Regions from separate parts of the Ovis aries genome. Here region 1 is linked to region 2. A link is a contact called in public Hi-C data. All regions are on one chromosome and are shown on one strand. The core of a region is the stretch at or near the end of the contact, and the rest is flanking DNA. Distances in the headings are between cores, read along the strand shown.

Evidence for each region. Hi-C and Micro-C count contacts between places; a contact is called where the count stands out from the background.
Region 1: a contact with region 2 is called in a Hi-C map of liver, with 3 times the contacts expected there. The contact joins the promoter of ATP6V1C2 here to the promoter of ODC1 in region 2. A contact is called at or near these places in 7 of 16 Hi-C or Micro-C datasets (blood, hypothalamus, liver and 3 more).

What each region holds. Positions count from the first base shown.
Region 1 is chr3:19,824,532-19,830,517 of ARS-UI_Ramb_v3.0, reverse strand. It overlaps ATP6V1C2 (ATPase H+ transporting V1 subunit C2), which reads right to left and starts at 3,060. Exons shown (of 13, transcript XM_027966523.3): 1 at 2,923-3,060. NOL10 (nucleolar protein 10) reads left to right here and starts at 3,121. Exons shown (of 21, transcript XM_004005682.6): 1 at 3,121-3,324. The coding sequence starts at 3,259.
Region 2 is chr3:19,598,805-19,605,103 of ARS-UI_Ramb_v3.0, reverse strand. It overlaps ODC1 (ornithine decarboxylase 1), which reads left to right and starts at 1,578. Exons shown (of 12, transcript XM_015094220.4): 1 at 1,578-1,794; 2 at 4,312-4,456; 3 at 4,545-4,678; 4 at 4,942-5,115; 5 at 5,270-5,442; 6 at 5,667-5,801; 7 at 5,937-6,018; 8 at 6,199-6,282. The coding sequence starts at 4,577. It overlaps LOC114114242 (small nucleolar RNA SNORA42/SNORA80 family), which reads left to right and starts at 3,065; the gene lies at 3,065-3,197.

The DNA of each region.
Region 1 (5,986 bases), core at 1,811-4,310, 220 kb before region 2:
GATCATGGCATCTGGTCCCATCACTTCATGGCAAACAGATGAGTAAACAGTGGAAACAGTGTCAGAGTTTATTTTTTGGGCACCAAAATCACTGCAGATGGTGATTGCAGCCATGAAATTAAAAAACACTTACTCCTTGGAAAGAAAGTTTTGACCAACCTAGATAGCATATTCAAAAGCAGAGACATTACTTTGCCAACAAAGGTCTGTCTAATCAAAGTTATGGTTTTTCCAGTGGTCATGTATGGATGTGAGAGTTGGACTGTGAAGAAGGCTGAGTGCCGAAGAATTGATGCTTTTGGTGTTGGAGAAGACTGTTGAGAATCCCTTGGACTGCAAGGAGGTCCCACCAGTCCATTCTGAAGGAGATCAGCCCTGGGATTTCTTTGGAAGGAATGATGCTGAAGCTGAAACTCCAGTACTTTGGCCACCTCATGCGAAGAGTTGACTCATTGGAAAAGACTCTGATGCTGGGAGGGGTTGGGGACAGGAGGGGAAGGGGACGACAGAGGATGAGATGGCTGGATGGCATCACCGACTCGATGGATATGGGTTTGAGCGAACTCCGGGAGTTAGTGATGGACAGGGAGGCCTCGCGTGCTGCGATTCATGTGGTCGCAAGGAGTCAGACACGACTGAGCAACTGAAGTGAACTGAACTAAACATAAATACATGGGAGAAACTCGGGGAAACTACTCAGTTATTCAACGCACCAAAACGGTCAAAACCCTCACCTTAAATGCCATCATTGCTGCTGCTGCTTAGCTGCTAAGTCCTGTCCAATTCTTTGGGACTCCATGGACTGTAACACACCAGGCTCCTCTGTCCATGGAATTTTCCAGGCAAGAATACTGCTTGTTGTTGTTCAGTCACTAAGTCGTGTCTGACTCTCTGTGACCCCACGGACTGCAACACACCAGATTTCCCTGTCCTTCACTATCTCCCAGAGTTTGCTCAAACTCATGTCCACCGAGTCAGTGATGCCATCCAACCACTCCATTCCCCGTTACCTCCTTCTCCTCCTGCAAGAATAGTATAAGAAGGCAAAAAGAACACTGGAGTGGGTTGCCATTTCCTACTCCAGAGTTATCTTCCTGACCTAGGGACTGAACCTAAGTCTCCTGCATTGGCAGGTGGATTCTTTACCATTGAGCCACCTGGGAAGTCCAAATACCATCTTTCAGTTCAGTTCAGTCACTCAGTCGTGTCCAACTCTTTGCAACCCCATGAATCACAACATGCCAGGCCTCCTTGTCCATCACCAACTCCCGGAGTTCACTCAGACTCGTGTCCATCAAGTCAATGATGCCATCTAGCCATCTCATCCTCGGTCGTCCCCTTTTTCTCCCGCCCCTAATCCCTCCCAGCATCAAAGTCTTTTCTAATGAGTCAACTCTTCGCATGAGGTGGCCAAAGTACTGGAGTTTCAGCTTCAGCATCATTCCTTCCAAAGAAATCCCAGGGCTGATCTCCTTCAGAATGGACTGGTTGGATCTCCTTGCAGTCCAAGGGACTCTCAAGAGTCTTCTCCAACACCACAGTTCAAACGCATCAATTCTTCGGTGCTGAGCCTTCTTCACAGTCCAACTCTCACATCCATACATGACTACTGGAAAAACCATAGCCTTGACTAGACAGACCTTAGTCGGCAAAGTAATGTCTCTGCTTTTGAATATGCTGTCTAGGTTGGTCATAACTTTTCTTCCATGGAGTAAGCGTCTTTTAATTTCATGGCTGCAATCACCATCTGCAGTGATTTTGGAGCCCCAAAAAACAAAGTCTGACACTGTTTCCACTGTTTCTCCATCTATTTTTTATGGAGTGATGGGACCGGATGCTATGATCTTTTCTGAATGTTGAGCTTTAAGCCAACTTTTTCACTCGCCTCTTTTGCTAAAGACAAAAAATTGTTTTGGGCTCTGCTTTGAGACTTCAAAGGCAAGGAAGGCAACTGACATGGAGATTAAAAAGCAAATGTTTGGTAAACAAATAAATGCTTGCTGGGTACCTCAGAGACAATGGGACAGGTGGAAGAATTTTAACAGACTTTGCTAGGTTCCTCCCTGTCCACCACACCTAGTTCATGCTATAGTTATCTCTGGTGACAGCTCCCTTCCTAGAACAGGTCCTCTGGCTACATTCTGCTAGACAGAGAATGGGAAGGTCAAGTCTCTTCCCATGTTTTTTGGACTGTGATTGTTTTCAGATGGAACTAATGCACATCCCAAAGAGACATGTCGGGGTGGTGAGTTTTGCTCTTCTGGATGAATGCCAAATCCAAATGATGGGACTTTCCTGGTCCCTGCGGTGGATAGGAATCCGTCTGCCAATGCAGAATTCCATCCGGGTCTGGGAAGATCCCACATGCTGCCGAGCAGCTAAGCCCACCCGTTGGCCGCATCCACTGAGCCTGCAAGCCCAGACTTCACAAGAGAAGACACCGCAGTGACATCAAGCAGCGCAGTGAAGCCCAAGCATCACGAAAGAGCGCCACCCCGACCCAACCTCCGCAAGTAGAGAAATCACACGCAGCAAAGAAGACCGATTGCAACCAATTGATAAATACTTCCGAAAAAAATCCAGATGGGAAAAAAATCTTCATTTAATCATTTAATTTTCATCTTTGGCCACTCCATGCAACACGCGGGACCTTAGTTCCCAGAGCAGGGATTGAACCCGTACCACCTGCAGAGGAAGCCCAGGATCGTCGGGGCAGTCGCCCCCAGTTTTTCTTTTTAAAATACATCTCCAAAAGCATTTATTTCTATGGGAAGGTTGCAGAAACACTGGTGAGAACAGAATTTTACTGCCACCCCGCATTTGCTCACAGGTCTCCTTCTCTACTTGGCTTCATTGACTGGGAGCCCCCCGCCCCATTCCCGAAGGCTTCCTCAGCCCGGCCAGCCACGCCCTCCGGGGTACCTCAACGCTTCGGCCCGGGAAGCGACCCTAAGAGCTTCCTGCGTCTCTGCCATGAGGAGGGAGAGCGGTTTCGGCCCTCCCCATCTTCACATGTCTCCCAGGGGGCTGCCATCTCTCCGAAAGCCTCACCAGATCCTCTCCCCTAATTCCGTCACTTCCGGAGTCGGCCATTTTTTTCTCCCCGGCACCCGGAAGTGCGTAATCACCCAGCGCCGGCGCTCGCGCCTCACGCTGCTCATGCGCTCCGACAGGCTTTCTTAAGTTTCTGATGCTCCCTTGCTCCGCGGAGAGAGGGTCCCGGACAGGAACGGGGCTTGTTGCCTCCTCGGCGCCGCCATGCAGGTCTCCAGCCTCAACGAGGTGAAGATTTACAGTCTCAGTTGCGGCAAGTCCCTTCCCGAGGTGAGTCAGGTCGGGTCCTCCTCCTCGCGGAGGCCCCTGTCTCCTCCGCTCCGTCCCTGGCAGTTTCTGCTGGCCTCGGGCCGGCCCGGGTCTCGGGGAGGCTCAGAGGCGAGGCATGGTACCTGGGGAAGCTGATCGGTGCTGGGAGACGACGACCGTGCTGTTACCATGCCAGAAATTGGGCCTCGGGGTAATCAGGATGGATGAGTTTTTCTTGAACTATCTTGGGGGAAAGTTCTCTAGACAGAGGAAGTGTCCCTTTGGACTTGTATGGATGTTCAGAGCCGCTGCTACAACCAAGGAGGAAAACGTGGACAGTTTGGTTGACAGATATTTCTCCCCCGTTTAAATGCCCCTCATCAGCTTCCCTGGTGGCTCAGACGGTAAAGGATATGCCTACAATGCGGGAAATCCAGGTTTGATCCCTGGATCCGGAACATCCCTTAGAGAAGGGAAGGGCAACCCACTCCATTGTTGTTGTCTGGAGAATCCCACGGACTGAGGAACTGGTGGGCTACAGTCCCTGGGGTCGCAAAAAAGCCGGATAGGACTGAGCGACTAACACTTCGACTTTTTTCAGCTGTTCTTGAATTTCTGTTATATGCCAAGTTCTAGAAATACAGCAGTGAAGGGAAATGCAGGCTTTGCAGCTGCAGAATTTATGACATGGACACATTTTTGAACCTTGTTGAAGTTAACTTCATATCATTGAGTCTTTAGACGCCAAAACTGAAAGGGGCTTGGAAAGTCAGCGATTCTCTTCCAATCTTTTCATGTTAGAAATATGCAAATTTCCAGGGAGGGAAAAGGTGACTTGTCCAGGGGTCACACACCTAGGCTCTGACGCTTCAATGTTATTTCTTAAGAGTGATGGTCAAGCCACCGTGGAAGCACTACCAGTGAGAAGAAAATTTGGCAGAAGCTCTTTTCCACTTGAGACTACTTGTTAGACAGTTGTTTTTAAAACATGGCCCTTCCTACATGCTACCATTGGTCTGAGTTCTGCCGTTGGAAATCAGAATCAGTGTAGCTTTTTTCTTGTGTCCGACCCTAAAAGGTTTGGAGCCAAGGATCAGTTTCTTCTTAGAATTCAGGTTAAATAACTCCTTCTCCGGCTGTCACACAGCACGATCCCTCTCAGTTTGTTCTCCTCCGTGCATTTCCTGGGACGTGAGTACGTGCAGGCAGTCCTGAGCTAAGTGTTGGAATACGTGATGAACCGGTCAGATATGGTTTCCTGTTGGAGAAAAAGGTAATAAGTAAGCAAATAGAACAACTTCAGATACCGATAAGTGCTTTGGCTGCTGAGTGTCTATAAGAGAGCTCTTGTGGATGAAGTGTTCTGAGAAAGTGGTTTGGACTAAAGCCTTGAGGGCAGTCTTCTCTGCAAGAGGCAACCTTTGAGCAGAAACTTGGATGATGAAAAGGATGGAGTCTTGTGGCGATAAGGGGAAGAGTTTTTTTGTGCTGAGAGAACAGGTGTCAGTGACCTGCAGTGGAATGCACTTGGCACATTGGAGACACAGAAGCACCACGGTGGTGGCTGTGGAATGCTCAGTGGGATGGGAGAAGGGGGCCAGATGAGACTGAAGAGATGGGCCTTGTAGGCTCAGGTAGAAAGTTAGGGTTTTATTCTTAATGCTTATGGAAGCTATTGTTGGGTTTCAAACTGGCTACTCCGTGTCAGATTACTGCAGCTGGGGAGAGTGAGTGGGGATGAGTTAGATGGTCCAGCTGAGAGACTGATGCTTGGGCTAGGATGGTGGCAAAGGAGATACTAAGACTTGGTGGGGTAAAGGAGGTGTTTTGGAGATAGGCTAGTGGCGCTAGATAGGCTAGTGGCGCTTGCTAGTGGGTTGAATAGCGGTAGGGAGTTGAGGTGAAGGGAAGGAAAGAATCCAGAGAGGACTGTTAGGCTTTGGGTCTGAATGACTGGGGGCACCGTGTTGCTGATAGTTGAAATGGAGAATTGAGCACATTTTGCTCTACCTACTTCAAATGTAAGATCCACTAGGGTTTTTTTTTTCTCCCCCCCTGTGACGGCAGGGTGCCTGTCCAGTGCGAGATTTAAGTCATCAGCATCTCCGGAGCTCTTTTGCTGGGTTTCAGGTTAAATTATTAGGCATTGGTAAAGTGCCATTCTCTATTAGCGGTGATTTTATAGAACACAAAGAGGATGCCCGGAATCAGTGACAACTCTCAGGTCTTTGGTGAATTTTTAAAACTTAGCCTGATTCATTCTTGTACCGGACAGACTCTGTCTAGTGTGCTGTCCTGGAGTGCTGTCAGTTTGTACAGAAACTCCAGCATGAATTGTCTTTGCTTCCTGCCATCACTGTGGTACAGAATTTCTGGCCCTTTAAGGCCCCAGGCTCCCATTTAGAAGGCAGTCTCCATCCCCTTCTCTTTGCCCCATGGTCATGATGTATGAGCATCCCTCATAGGATGGGAATCATAGCATTGGGCTTCCCTCGTAGCTCAGTTGGTAAAGAATCCACCTGCAATGCAGGAGACCCCTGTTCGATTCCTGGGATGGGAAGATCCACTAGAGAAGGGATAGGCTACCCACTTCAGTATTCTTGGGCTTCCGTGGTGACTCAGCTGGTAAAGAATCTGCAATGTGGGAGACCTGGGTTCAATCTCTGGGTCAGGAAGATACCCT
Region 2 (6,299 bases), core at 329-2,828:
CTGGGAGAGGCCAGTTCTCCCACCAGGGTCTTGGCTGCACTCCTGGGGACTCCCAGTTTCCCAGTTTTTGCCGTATGTATTCCTCCTGTAGACACTGTTGTTGTGTTGGGACTCACGTAACTCTCCCAAAGCGAGCCAATCACAGCTGCCCTCAGAGAAGTCATTGATAAGCACCACCCAATACCCTGACAGACTTTATTATCTTAGGCTCCAAATCACTGCAGATGGTGACTGCAGCCATGAAATTAAAAGATGCTTGCTCCTTGGAAGAAAAGCTATGACAAACCTAGATAGCATATTAAAAAGTGGAGACATGACTTTGCCAACAAAGGTCTGAATAGTCAAAGCTATGGTTTCCCCAGTAGTCATATATGGATGTTGGAGTTGGACCATAAAGAAAGCTGAGCACGGAAGAATTGATGCTTTCGAACTGTGGTGTTGGAGAAGACTCTTGAGAGTCCCTTGGACTGTAAGGAGACCAAACCAGTCCATCCTAAAGGAAATAAATCCTGAATATTCACTGGAAGGACTGAGGATAAAGCTCCAATACTTTGGCCACCTGATTTGATGAGCCCACTGATTAGAAAAAGACCCCGATGCTGGGAAAGATTGAAGGCAGGAGAAGGGGACGCCAGAGGATGAGATGGCTGGATGGCATCACTGACTCAACCAGCAGGAGTCTGACCAAGCTCCAGGAGGAGATGGTTAAGGACAGGGACGCCTGGCGTGCTGCAATCCCTGGGGTCGCAGAGTCGGAAACGATTGAGCGACTGAACAACAATACAAAGGACAGTGGATCGCCCGGTGGCTTGCAGACCTGTTACCTCCCACCCCTTGCCCTAACGCCCTTAGACGAGTCTGGTTTAAGCGCAACGTGCCTCTTCGCATGTCCTCGGCTGCCTGCTACCTTCTAGGAAGACACCCGGACATGTCAGACGCGGTTCAATACGCTCAGCGGCTCGAGAGCTGCCCAAAGCTGTGCCTCTTAATTTGCCCGCTGACCACTGCCCCTTCTGCCTCCTGCCCCACTTCTTCGTGGGGTGGAGCTGCTCCAGGATCACCTCCAGGTCCTCCCACCGGCATATACAGACGCCCCGCAGAAAGAAAGAAGGGCCCGGGGTCCGCCAGGTGGGGTCCACGTGGCCCGCTCGCGCCCAGCGATTTCCGTTCTCTGCCCGAGGGCACGCGGCATTTGATGCCAGGTGGAAGGAGAGCGCTGGCTTGGCGCACAGGCTGCCATCCGGCGGGCGTTCAGAGGCAGGTTTTGCAATCCTTCGGCTGGCGTGCGAGCGGCTACCCGCCTTAGGCGGCCAGCCAGGCGCGCGGAGCCCCGGGGAGCCCGCGGCTGGTGCGCATGCGTGGGCCGGCGGCGGGCCCGGGAGGGGCGGGGTTGGGCGGGGCTGGGAGGTGCTGACGTTGATCCGCCGGCGACCCCCACCCCTCCCTCTCCCCGTCCCGAGTTGGCCCCGCCCCCTCCCTGGGAGGACGCCCGGACGGAACCGATCGCGGCTGGTTTGAGCTGGTGTGTCTCCATGACGACACGCGCGGCGCTATAAGTAGCGGCGCGGCGGCGCGCCGGGCTTTGTCAGTTCCCCCTCAGCCTCCGCCGCCGCCGCCCCTCTGCCAGCGCTCCGGCGCCACCTCGGGCCGGCAGTCCTCCGCGGGAGGGAGCGAGGCGGCGGGCGGCCGGGCGAGCGGCTGACGGGGGCGGCGGGGCGGCCGGCGGGTCCTTTAGCGCTCGGCGGCGGCGCGTTGTCTCCATGGGGTTGGCCCGCCGCGCCCCTGCGCTCTGAGGTAAAAGAGGGGTCGCGTCCGGGCGGTAGGGAGGCCGGCGGGCGGGCGGGCTGGCGCGGGTGAGGGGCGGGGGGTGCCGGCCACGTGTCCCGGAGGCCGGAGCATAGCGGGCCCCTGGAGCTGCGAGGACACGTGGTCGCAGAGCCCGGCCCGTCGGCCTTGGGGGTCCCGGGTGGAGCCGGAACCCGACCCCTCCCGGCTCAAGGGCAGCCTGGCGCTGGGGCGGCCCAGGGTTCACCTTTTCTGAACCACGTCAGTGAGGGTTTTCTGAGCCGGAAGCTCTTTGAGGAGATCGATCCTTCAGCCGCTATTTTTTTTAAACCCATGTGGTGGTCCGGCAGCAGGTGCAGGAGGAGGCAGGAGGCGAGCCCGGCACAAGTCTCGGGGTGCCGGCCTCCCGTGCACGTGCCGTTCCGCCGTGTTGCCCTGGAATTTCCTTTTTTTTTTTTTTCAGTCCCCCCCCCCCCTGCTGTGTGTACAGAGCGAATGGCCCAATATAGAAAGCCACTCAGATCGCTAGAGCTGAGATAACCCGTGTGTAACTGATACTGCTCGGCCGGACTTAGAAATGTTGATGGAATCTTTGACTTGGTGATTTAGGAAAAGTCCTTAGATTATTAAGATCAGACGAACGACTAAGACGTAGGAGCCAGTCACAAGATTTTCCCCAAACGGCCGACTGTTTGAGAATCCGAAATAACGAGGGAAGATGTGGGGAGCAGAACCTTTTAGGAGTGTCTAGTAGGGAGGACAAAATGTGCTAATTTCATTCAAACCTAAAATTTAATCGATTTGTAAAATTTTCAGTTGCGGTTTGAGTTGGTACCTGTCTAACGTTTCCCAATTGGCAAAAAATAATTTCATACCAGAGAAGGACCATGTTTTGCTAATCCATGTCAGTTTAAGTAACGTAGCCATATAGAAAAAAACACCCAAAGGTGTTCTAGGGTGAACTTTCTCTGTATCAAAAGTTACTGAAGAAAAGCTTTGAAAGATACAAGGAAGCAAAATACTTAATAGTGATGTGTTTCAGAGAAATACACACTTGTAAATTTAAGCCTGAATGTTGTCTTTTTTTTTTTTTTTTTTTTTTTTTTTAAAAACCCTAAACGGCCCAGTCTATCACTGGTGACCCTATTTAAATGTTAACTTTTGTAGACAGAATGTGTGTGCTGGCGGTCTGTTCCCTTCCCCTAAGGGCAAATTAGGAAGCTAGGAGGTTGACAAAGCCAGCAAGTCACATTAGATCAAGTCTTGCAAGTTCTCCCATGCATGGGTTTGGATTTATGGCAGGCTCGTCCCCCTGGGCCTCTCATAGTGTCCCATGCCAGAGCAAACCCGGCCCCGAACCATTGCCTGGCCTCTGCCAGTAGGCTGCAGGCACTGAAGTGGGTTGCACAGTGGAAAAGATGACCTCCCTATCAGAGATTAAATAGGTTAAAATAATAACTTTAAGGTAACTCATTGACCAATGTCACATTTCGAGAATGCCAAGGACAGTGGCTCTGATGGTTAAATGAGCTTTATTTTTGTTTATTCAGAAATCATTGTTTGCTAATTTTTGTAATTCATAGTTGATAATAACTCCCAGGTGATTATCATTCATAGCCAATCATGTAAGTTAGAGTGCCTGTGAGGATAGTTGGGATTCCCAGAATCCCAAGTAGTTTAGTAGGCAGCGCTGGTTTTAGAATATCGATTGCCATTTAGATACAGCAGCTGTAATACATTCTATTGATTTTTTTTTATTGCATGTTTTAAAAAAAAACACATGCCTAGCATGAAAATTAGCTCATTTCTCAGGAAAATTTAGAGCACTCAGTAAATTGATAACAGTGCCTGTCGGTCACTAAAAGTTCTTCTGTATAAGACTTAGCAAATGTAGGAAATAGCAAGGTGTTTATATGGCAGCTTTGCAAAATTGCTATCATGCTGTTTTAATCTTCTAAAGAGAAACAGGTCTGAAATAAAGTAAGCTGTCATGAAGCTTTTTCCCTCTCAGTGGACTGAGTGCAGGAAAGTTTCTGAAACCTGTATTCTGCATTTTAGCAGGAATGTTTGGAGTGCCTTTTTTGAGGTGGACAGAACTATATATGGGCTTCCTTGGTAGCTCAGCTGGTGAAGAATCTGCCTGCAATGCGGAAGACCTGGGTTCCATTCCTGGGTCGGGAAGATTCTCTGGAGAAGGGCATGGCAACCCACTCCAGTATTCTTGCCTGGAGAATCCCATGGACAGAGGAGCCTGGCAGGCTATAGTCCATGGGGTCACAAAGAGTCAGACATGACTGAGTGACTAAGTACAGTACTATATATGGAAGTTGAGTTTGAAAAACTCTAGTGTTGAATCTGTGAGGTCCTCATTCCATTGAGATTTATAGAACCATTGGACTTAAACCTAGAAATAATGGGATTTCCAAACCTAGGGAATGAGCACTCTGGAGGGTGCTTTAGTAGCCCTGCTTCTTGGGTGTGTGTGTGCTGTCAATACCTGATCTTCCAATTTAATGTGTTCTGAAGGTGGACAGCAGATTGTGTGTTTATCGAACATTTCCACTGCTGTACAGAGAGCACACGCATCTTCGGTGGACTTGGAATTCCTGGAGAATTGCCTTTGTGAAAAGTTGGCATAATCCCTTTAAATTCCATCTCTTACATTTTCTACGTAAGTATTTGTGATTGTTGCAAGTTTATCTTAGGAGTTACTGAGTATTAATAAAACTTCTGAGTAAATTTGTCTGCCCTATTTGCAGTTTGTTGTGTCTCAAAAAGACATCAAGAGACCATGAACAGCTTTAGTAATGAAGAGTTTGACTGCCATTTCTTGGATGAAGGCTTTACTGCCAAGGACATTCTGGACCAAAAAATTAATGAAGTTTCTTCTTCTGTAAGTATATATGAAGTCTATGCTGGTAGTGCAGCTTTGAGAATATTAGGCAGATGAATGGGAAACTTCAGAGGGGTCTTATGGAAATGTCCTGTTAGGGAATTGGGAATTTAATTGGCTGTGGATCCTCCAGTGACAATTGTGATTATCATGTCCATGATTGACTAGGGTTCATGAGAACGATGGGCAAGTGAAGGGAAGGCTGTGCCTTGGTCACATCTGTTAAATTGCTGATGGGTCTTCTGTAACCACTCTTACTGCAGGATGATAAGGATGCCTTCTATGTTGCGGACCTGGGAGACATTCTGAAGAAACATCTGAGATGGTTGAAAGCTCTTCCTCGGGTCACCCCCTTTTATGCAGTCAAATGCAATGATAGCAGAACCATAGTGAAGACACTTGCTGCCATTGGGACAGGATTTGACTGTGCCAGCAAGGTGAGCAAAAGCAGCAGAACTCAAATGATGTCTGTAATGGCCCTCCCAGCAGGGAAGATCAGAATTGCTTTGCTTGAGCAGAGGATGCTAAAGAGAGTGGACATGGGCCAGCTTGTCCATATATTAGCTACATGTGTAAATACCTCTTTTTCAGACTGAAATACAATTGGTGCAGAGTCTCGGGGTGCCCCCAGAGAGGATTATCTATGCAAATCCATGTAAACAAGTGTCTCAGATTAAGTATGCTGCCAATAACGGAGTCCAGATGATGACTTTTGATAGTGAAGTTGAGCTGATGAAAGTTGCCAGGGCACATCCAAAGGCCAAGTAAGTTATTCCATTTGAGGGCGGATCAGATATGGGACATGTATAATGTGAACAAACTCAAATTTCCAGTTGTTAGATTTCCATACTAGTAAATTATCTGTGTACTGAGTTAAACCAAATTAGACTCAGACCACAGGGTATCAGAGCCAAGGAGTCTTATTTTAACCACGGCTGTAGGTGATCTTGTGTCGGTGGGAAATTTGATATACTTTTCTTGCTTCTAGGTTGGTTTTGCGGATCGCCACTGATGATTCCAAAGCAGTCTGTCGCCTTAGTGTCAAATTTGGTGCCACGCTCAAAACCAGCAGGCTGCTTTTGGAACGGGCGAAAGAGCTAGATATTGATGTCATTGGTGTCAGGTGAGATCTTGGTGATGGCAGGGATGGAGATGAAGTATTAGACAATGCAAGTTTTATAAGTCTTCTACCATGAATAGTTATTTCCAGAAATAGTAAGAAATAGTGTGTTTTTTGTGTTTTTATTTTTGACACCAGCTTCCACGTGGGAAGTGGCTGTACTGATCCTGAGACCTTTGTGCAGGCCATCTCTGATGCCCGCTGTGTCTTTGACATGGGCGTGAGTATCTGTGAGCCCCATGTGTGAGGAAGGGGGCAGGGATGGCATTAACAACTTGTCCCAGTTCTAGAATTGACCTTCGTAAAATTCATCTCATATTACATATTTAACCTTAACCTGCTGTATACGTTTTTCATGGCTTTTTAATCTGGCTGATGGACTTAATTTTCTTGACTCTAGGCTGAGGTTGGTTTCAACATGTATCTGCTTGATATTGGTGGTGGCTTTCCTGGATCTGAGGATGTAAAGCTTAAATTTGAAGAGGTAATTTATAACAAAAT